Regions from separate parts of the Pan troglodytes genome. Here region 1 is linked to region 2. A link is a contact called in public HiChIP or PLAC-seq data. All regions are on one chromosome and are shown on one strand. The core of a region is the stretch at or near the end of the contact, and the rest is flanking DNA. Distances in the headings are between cores, read along the strand shown. Region 1 holds the start of NEK2 (NIMA related kinase 2). Region 2 holds the start of INTS7 (integrator complex subunit 7).

The links. HiChIP or PLAC-seq counts read pairs in DNA pulled down with a chosen protein or histone mark.
Region 1: a contact with region 2 is called in an H3K4me3 HiChIP or PLAC-seq map of stem cell-derived excitatory neurons, with 7 times the contacts expected there. The contact joins the promoter of NEK2 here to the promoter of INTS7 in region 2. A contact is called at or near these places in 2 of 7 Hi-C or Micro-C datasets (blood and stem cell-derived neural progenitor cells) and 1 of 1 datasets of contacts at active chromatin or transcription factors (stem cell-derived excitatory neurons).

The regions. Positions count from the first base shown.
Region 1 is chr1:37,437,132-37,441,545 of NHGRI_mPanTro3-v2.0_pri, reverse strand. NEK2 (NIMA related kinase 2) reads right to left here and starts at 2,587. Exons shown (of 8, transcript NM_001280514.1): 1 at 2,380-2,587; 2 at 1,288-1,505; 3 at 475-715. The coding sequence starts at 2,475.
Region 2 is chr1:37,073,810-37,078,528 of NHGRI_mPanTro3-v2.0_pri, reverse strand. It overlaps INTS7 (integrator complex subunit 7), which reads right to left and starts at 3,180. Exons shown (of 20, transcript NM_001280517.1): 1 at 2,995-3,180. The coding sequence starts at 3,088. DTL (denticleless E3 ubiquitin protein ligase homolog) reads left to right here and starts at 3,290. Exons shown (of 15, transcript XM_525058.7): 1 at 3,290-3,593. The coding sequence starts at 3,542.

The sequences.
Region 1 (4,414 bases), core at 1,338-3,837, 360 kb before region 2:
CTGGTGGTCCATGTGGAAAAATATAACAGTATTTTCAATTCTTGGCTACTAGATATTACTAAACAAACAGAAAACTCAATTTCCCTGCTTCAGAATGCTTAACATTAAAAGATGTTTTGGCTGGGCATGGTGGCTCACGCCTGTAATCCCAACACTTTGGGAGGCTGAGGTGAGCAGATCGCTTGAGGTCAGGAGTTCGAGACTAGCCTGGTCAACATGATGAAACCCTGTCTCTACTAAACATACAAAAATTAGCCAGGCATAGTGACATGCACCTGTAGTCCCAGCTATTCTACTTAGGAGGCTGATGCAGGAGAATCCTTTGAACCTGGGAGGCAGAGATTGCAGTGAGCCAAGATCACACCACTGCACTCCAGCCTGGGCAACAGAGCGAGACTCTGTCTCAAAAACAAACAAACAAGAAAACAAAAATAAAAGATGTTTTAAAAAGTAGCTAAATTCTGAAATACTTACAGGAGACATGTAATAAGGTGTGCCAACAAATGTTTTTGCAAAACTCGTGTCGTGGTTTAATATTCTAGCTAGCCCAAAGTCTCCAAGCTTGACGTTTTGCTTGCCATCCAGGAAAACATTGGCTGGTTTCAGATCCCGATGCAATACGGTATGACCACCATCACTTCGTCTGTGGCATTCCTTCAGGGCCAGAGTCAACTGAGTCATCACTCGAAGAACAAACTCTTCATCTAAGTATTGCCTGAAACCAAAGCAGTTATACAGCATATAACTTCTAAAAAAATCATTGCCAAGATGGGATGATATAAATTATCCAGTGTACAAATAGGGAAATTATTTATTTATTTATTTATATTTTTTGAGACAGGGTCTTACTCTGTCACCCAGGCTGGAATGCAGTGGCACGATCATGGCTCACTGCAGCCTCGACCTCCCAGGCTCAAGCAATCCTCTTGCCTCAGCCTCCCAAGTAGCTTGGACTACAGGCACATGTCACCATACCTGGCTAATTTTTGTAGAAACAGGGTCCCACTATGTTGCCCAGGCTGGTCTTGAAATCCTGGGTTCAAGTGATCCTCCCGCATCGGCCTCCCAAAGTGTTGGGATTACAGGTGTGAGCCACCACACTCAGCCTATAAATTGTTATTTTGATATAAAATATGGGTGTTGATTCACTGGGAATTTTCTGAAGTACTATGGACCTACCAAACAAGTACAAGTACACTCTTCCATATTACTGATCCCAAAACAAGATGCTTAAAATAAATGAAACTAGACCAATTTCAGCTTACATTTTTAAAAGATTATGCTTACCTTTCCTTGGTTCCCTTTGTAATTACACTAGCCAGATCCCCTCCTTCACAATATTCCATTACAATGTACAGTGTTGTATTGGTCCGGTCAATAATCCGATCATAGTAACGAACGATGTTTGGATGTTTCAGTTCACGAAGCAAATTCACTTCAGAAACAAGCATCTGTTTCTCAGCTTCTGTCATGGAGCCATAGTCAAGTTCTTTCCAAACTAATATCTGAAATAAGAATTTCCAAGGTATGAATGAACTCATTATGCTCAAAAACAAAGAATGAAAGTTCCAAGATTTAACAAATTACCTCTCTTTTAATTATATCCTACAATCAAGGTCATTATCTAATTTAGTTCAATGAACTTAAGGAGCTGTGAGTTTACTTCCATAATCTTCCTCCAGTTCTAAGCAGTAAATGATGTTGTGGGGAGATAAACGGGAATGAGGCACATGAGGACTCCCCCAACCCCTACCCTCAGTTGATTAGTGGGAAGTTGGCTAAAAGGTTTGACTATAGTCAAAATTGGGGTGAAGGTGGTCAAAGTCCCTGCCCCATTCCACCCCAGTCGTGTTTCCCCAGGATGAGACACCTTGGTAAAGATCCCTCCATCAGCAGCCAGGCAGTTTCCTGTCCAATGTTACTTTCTGTAAAAGTTCTACCTATATACATTGGGAAATATGAATCCAATAATCCTAATAATGGATATTTTGAGGGAGTCTGACTGCAGATACAAAGCTTCGGGTTCTGGTAGTCCTGCCCCTTTCTTGTGCCTGAGAGAGGGCCACTCTTAGAGCTCTAAAAACAGCTCAGGAATTAGTTACGTGTCACCAATGGAAGGTCCTTAGCAAGCCAAAGCAGGAGAAAGAGAGAAATGGGGAGAGAAACGGGAAAAGATGGAAATACATATATCAAAAGAAGCGGTCTCCCATCCTTTAAGCCACCCAGGACAGGCTGTCAGATGCAGACCCAGGAAAGACGGTTTAGTCTTCCGGGCACCCATTTCCTCAGCCCTCTCGGTTCCCTTCGGTGGCGCAGGGCGCTCGCCCCGGGGCGACGAAACCTAAGCAGGGGCAGGCGCAGGGTAGGTCCCACGCTCACCTTGCCATCACTCTTCCTCCGGATCTTCTGGCAGCGGCCGTAGGAGCCTGTGCCAATGGTGTACAACACTTCATAGTCCTCAGCCCGGGAAGGCATGGCCGGCCAGTCGCCAGAGTCGCGCTGCCTCACGCAGGTTGCGCCCCCAAGTGCGGAGCTCCAGGGACCAGGAGCTCCAGGGACCTGGACGGAGAAGCCCCCGAGCAGCACTGACCCGCCACCCCTGCCTTGGGCCCCGTTTAACCGTCGCGGGCCCTGATCTTGCAGTCTATTGGCAGGCGGTGGGCCCTCTTCGCCTCTCTGATTGGCTAAGAAGACCACAACAATACCCTAGGCATTTTGGGAAAAGTGTCACTAGGCAACCGCGTCGGCGTCTGCTTTTAACCCGTGGGAGAACTGGGCGAGCTAAGCCAAACGGAGGGCGGGAGAAAGGAAGCGGCAGCTGGCGCCTCTCGGCAACTCTAACCCTCTGGTAGAGATCGCCAAGGTAACCGAGATCTAAGGACCTCCCCTCAGGCTTCTTTGCACACCGCTTCCACCAGATGCCTTCTGACCTTTGCACTCTGGCCCCTCACACTACCTACTCTCCCCGGCACACGACTTCCTCGCTCAGGTTCCAGTACCCTGAACCTGGGTGGGGTCACGTTGAGGATATGCTGAGAGCTGAATACAAATTAGAAATACAGACTCCCGGGTGGGCGCGGTGACTCACGCTCGCCCGTAACCCTAGCACTTTGGGAAGCCGAGGTGGGTGGGTCGCTTGAGCCCAGGAGTTCAGACCAGCCTGGGCAACAGGGCAAACCTCGTCTCTACTGAAAATACGAAAATTAGGCCGGGCGCTGTGGCTCACGGCTATAATCCTAGCACTTTGGGAGGCCGAGGCTGTCGGATTGCTTGAGGCCAAGAGTTCAAGACCAGCCTGGCCAACATGGCGAAACGCCGTCTCTACTAAAAATGAAAAAAAAAAAAAAAAAAAGTAACAGAGCATGGGGTTGCAGGCCTGTAATCCCAGCTTCTTGGGAGGCTGAGGCATGAGGAATTGCTTGAACCCGGGAGGCAGAGGTTACAGTGAGCCGTGCGCCACTGCACTCCAGCCTGGGCGACACAGTGACACCCAGTCTCCAAAAAAAAAAAAAAGAAGAAATACAGTCGCTCTCCTACCAAGTACTTTACACGTCTTGTCCCGTTTATGTGTGCCAAATACATAATTAACCCTATTGACAATACTTCATTGAACACAGATTCTCTTTTACGCACCCACACAAACCAACGTTCTCAGCTTACCCAGCCAAATGAACAGCCCCATATTTACCGGGGAAGGAGGACTTAGAGGCCTCCATCCAGGGCTTGTTAGAGGAATATGTACATTACCAGAAAGCTAATAATTTGGAAATGCATGAACAGGCCAGTTTTCTTTAAATATCTGTTCAGCAAAGGATTAAAAGACACCTGATTTTCTATTAATAAGAATTTAAAAGCTCTTTATGTAAAAATAAGGGACTTATTACATGCCCTGAATATAACATAAGATAATTGGAATTGCCAACCAGGAGAATTTTTAAATTAACATTCAAGGGCACTGTCTTACCTCAGGGGAATAGGACCAATTTAGGTTTCAAAAGTTATGTAAGGAACTGCAAGTGGCTGTGTTAATTAGCATCATTTTTTTTATTTTTGTGCCTCTTACAGATTGGTATCCATAGAGCTTGCTGTGGTTTGAATGTATCCCCCAAAGTTCATGTGTTGGAAACTTTATTCTTAATGCAAAAGTGTTAAGAGGTGAGACCTTTAAATTGATTGGGTTATGAGGGCTACGCCCTCACGAATGGATTAACGTAATCACAGGAGTGGGTTATCTTGAGAGCCGGTTGGTTATAAAAATGCGTTTTGGCTTTCCCTTGCTGTTTCTCTTACCATGTGATGCCTTCCGCTATTTTTTGACCCAGAGAAAAGGCTGCTGCCAGATGCTACCCCTTGATCTTGGACTTCCTAGCTTCCAGAACCGTGAGCCAAATAAACTATTGTTTATAAATTGTCC
Region 2 (4,719 bases), core at 1,931-4,430:
CTTTTCAAAGGAAAGTCAGATCATGTCACACACCTGCTGAAAATCCTCCATGGTTTCCTTTCTCACTCAGAATGAAAGCCAGTCCTTTTGATGGCTTGCACGGCCCTACCTGAACGGGACTCTGGTTATCTTTCTTTTTTTTTTTCTTTTTGAGACAGTCTTGCTCTGTCGCCCAGGCTGGAGTGCAGTGGTGTGATCTCGGCTCACTGGAAGCCCCGCCTCCCAGGTTCACGCCATTCTCCTGCCTCAGCCTCCCAAGTAGCTGGAACTACAGGTGCCCACCACCACGCCTGGCTAATTTTTTGTATTTTGTTTAGTAGAGACAGGGTTTCACCATGTTAGCCAGGATGGTCTCGATCTCCTGACTTCGTGATCCGCCCGCCTCAGGCTCCCAAAGTGCTGGGATTACAGGCGTGAACCACCACGCCCGACTGACTCTGGTTATCTTTCTATACTCATTGCCTATTACTTTGCTCCAGATAACTGCATGCAAAAGAGGCTTCTACCTCAGGGCCTTTGTACTTGCTGTTCTTCCACTTGATTGAGGAGGTCTTTCTTGCCTATCCTTCATAAAATAAGAAATCAACTCCAGCCCCAGATCAGTTTTCTCCAGTCCCTTTCATTGCTTCATTTTCCTTTATAATATGTATCACTAACTGTCACGTTTGCTATATTTGCTGAGTGTCTGCATCTGCTGTCTAGAATGTAAGCTCTATAGGGGCAGGAGTTTTGTCTCATTAACTGCCATGTTCCTAGTACAAAGCCTGATCAAATAAGTCATGTGTCTGAGTGTGCATGCTGAGGTGGGGGAGATATTTCAGAAACAGTATTCCTTGGAGTTTGGGAACGAAAAAAAGAGTTGGAACTTGTAGCCTTCTGACCTTTAGCTCACAAAACAGAAATACTTTAACAGGTTCAAGATGAAATGACTCAATATTTAAAATACTCAACTATATTCTACACGAAACTGGCTATAACTTAATTTCCTAACAGCTTTAAAAGTTACTACAGATGAGATGAAAAAGAACAAGTCATCTTTCTGAGCCTGAGATTCATCTGTAAAATACTCACGCCAGGCATTGCTGGGAGGAGTGAAAATGATCACTTACTCTGTGTCTAAGATTGACACCTGATTTCTTTCCTACAGATATAAAATATTTTCATTTCAACTCTTCTTTAAAAAGGAAAAATTGTGGTTTTTTTCTTACAACTGCAAAATTTGAGGAATTAAACCATTCTAGACTCCTCTTCAGTGCCCCATCTTTATCCCTGTTCCACAACCACTATCCTACTGTCAGCATGAGACAAGCTCAGCTGCACCAGAATGGTAGAAAATGTCCTTAGAACTTGTAGGGATATTAGATATTATCCTGACCTGTAACTTTCACTGAGGAATAAGAAAGAAATGTATCAGAATGAGGAGGAAAGTGTTTGAAAAACACATTTAAGGCCGGGCGCGGTGGCTCATGCCTGTAAATCCCAGCACTTTGGAAGGCCGAGGCGGACGGATCACCTGAGGTCAGGAGTTGGAGACCAGCCTGGCCAACATGGTGAAACCCCGTCTATACTAAAAATACAAAAATTGGCCGGGCGTGGTGGCGGGCGCCTGTAATTCCAGCTACTCGGGAGGCTGAGGCAGGAGAACCGTTTGAACCCGGGAGGCGGAGGTTGCAGTGAGCCGAGATGGCGCCACTGCACTCTAGCCTGGGCAACAGAGCAACACTCTGTCTCCAAAAAAAAAAGAAAAACACATTTAGTATTATAGTTTTTTTTTTTTTTTCCAGAGGAGAAAACCCCTAAAGATTTGGTAAGAGAAAGAAAAGTTCAACATAATTTTCTTGGTTGATGGGGGTGCACTAAAGATACTGAGACTCAACCAAAAGAATATCCCATTAGGGGGCTGTGAAATTTTTGTGTTTATCAAAATAAGGTAAAAGCTTTTTTAAGAGCCTGAGAAACTCTTATTTAGACTAACCCACTAAAAATATTCAGTTTAAAAAACAAACAGAAAAAGAGTCCCAAAAAAGTTAATAGACATGTCCAACTCAGAAAACTGGGAAGTGGCTCAAATCCTTCTGAGTTCTAGTCCAGTTCTCCAACATTATATATTGGCTACAATTAATCAAGATTTAATTGTATACCAGCTGCCGAAATGTTTCCTGTACAATAAAAATCCTTAATATGAAATAAAGGTTTCATATTACTAGTCGAGTTCTTTACTAACAAATTTCCGACCTTGCCTCCCATATCCACATCTAAGAAGGGAGGTATATCTCTTCAGCATTTACTAAATGCTTCTTTTGCATACCATTAAGTCACTTAATACAATTCTGCCGGCTCAATGGTACTGTACCCACTTTGCAGACGACAAACCGAGGCTAGATGAAGTTAATCATAAAATTATCGGCATTGAAATTTAACTCAGTGTAACCCCAAAGCTCCTTCTACACCAAGCTGCTCCCTGTACGGAAACAGAACTCCTGGAACTTGTCCGCAGAGAATGAGCAGGGCCCTTGCTTTTTTATGGTCTTGGCCAGGTTTAGCCTGCCTTGTAACCCGCAGGTAACAGAGCTATGGAAATCAAATGAATCGCTGTCAAGTCGGTGCAAGATTACTATTCAGCACATTTCATGAAGACCTGGTCTCAACTGAACAGACTGAAAACCAATTTCACAATTTCTTTGCAGTGTCTCTTAGAAACTAGCCACTGTCACTGCTTAGAAAATCGGGGGACTGCTCCCTCAAGTGGTCAAAACGGGCCTCTCACTAGAGCTCGCTACTTGTTTAGCCGCTATAAGGCCAGTCACACAATCCTGCAAATTTTCCGCAACCTCCCGAAGGGGTCAAAGCCCACGCCCCAGCAAAAGCACAGGCGCTCCCCGCCCAGCGAAGATATGCGCATGCGCCTATCCGTCTTCTCCCAAAGCAACCACCACCTGGTGGCGCCACTTCCCCCCACGCTTGTTTCACCCATTCAGCCCCTCTTTCGAATACCTTTGTCCAATTCCATAAGGGCAGAGTTGGCATCCAGTTCCTGTTCGCCATAGCCGGCATCTGCCAGGAAAGACTTAGTTGAGTTTGACGCCATGACCCGAATAGTTACTCGACTAGCCTAGTCAGAAAGATTGCAAACTCTACCCCAGGACCGCCATCTTCCCCCGCCGCCTTCTTGCTGGTTTTTCTTCCGCGCGCTGTCAAGCCCTGTTACGCATGCGCCCTGGTCACCCCGCGGTTTGTCCGCGCCTCGGCTACCCCCTGCGCAGGCGCTCAAGGAGCTCTTGGACTCCAGGTTCCCGCGGCTGGGAGAAAAGGAGGCGGGGATCCGAAGGGGGAAATGACTCTGAGGCGCCCGGACGTCGCTCGGAAGCCAATCAGAGAGCGTGACGTCAGTTTGGCGCGGAGTTTGGCGGCCGGGGCTTACAGTGGCGGGAGTTGGAGGCGATAACGATTTGTGTTGTGAGAGGCGCAAGCTGCGATTTCTGCTGAACTTGGAGGCATTTCTACGACTTTTCTCTCAGCTGAGCCTTTTCCTCCGACCCTGATGCTCTTCAATTCGGTGCTCCGCCAGCCCCAGCTTGGCGTCCTGAGAAATGGTGAGTAACGGTCCCAACCGCTGCTCGGAGCTGGCGGAATTCATTTTCCCCGAAACACACGCCACCTCCGACCAGGGCCGACTCCAATTCTGAACTCAGCTTCTGAGTTCTCCCATGGCAAGGGTAAATTAGTGTTAGCAGGGACTACTAAAGAAAGCTGTACTTTCATCCCCTCGGGACACTTGTAATCGTAATCGGGCTTTTAAAATCGTAACGTAGGCAGGGACGTCGAAATAACTGCCTTCCAAGGCCCCTTACAGCTTTCATCTCCATTGCGCGTTAACGGGAAAATGCATGCATTTGTGTGTATATGTTTCCCTCAACAGTTATTTGAGATGCTCAAAACTCCTAATCATTGATTAATTCATTCGTTTGTTGTGGAATCTTAGTGAGCCCAGCTATGTGCTATAGGTATATACCAGTGAATATGACCCGCTGTTAAGGAACTCAGTCAAGCAGAGAAGACAGGATATCTGCTTCTAACAGGAACAAAATCTTATTTTCCCCGTTTACTACACGGTCATAAAAATTTAAATTATAGAGTGAAAGATGCCTGTAACCACATCCGCCAGAGATGACCTCTGTTAATAGATTGAAGTATATTATTCCAGATGTTTTCGATGCTAGAGGTAATACCTATTATTTTCAGAAATCGGATCAAAATGTCCAGTTTTTTCACTTTAATGGTATAAGTTGAACTTATTCCCATGTTAATACGTAGAAATCTAACTTATATTCTTACGCTAAAACATTGGCAGTAAGAGATTTGAGGTTAGATTTGGATGTCATCAACTTAAACTTTTTGGTAAGTTTCAGATAAGGGAGCTAAACTACCCAGACTAACCTTGGACAGAAATAAAATCTCACTCATGTGAAGGTCGACTATAGCCAGAGGTTCTTTTTCCCCTTGAAACTATGTGGAAAACGAACCTGAGAAGGGAATTTTTATATTCAGGGATGAGTCTAGGAAAATAATATTGAGAAAGAGACTGAGAAGTAGTCCCTCAACTTCCTGCTAGCAGTCTGAAACTTTATACCATCCTTATTTATTTCCCTCTTAGATAATCTTTGTAATTATACTTAAATGCTCCTCTTTCTGTCTCTCCTGGGACCTTGTTTGAGTAAC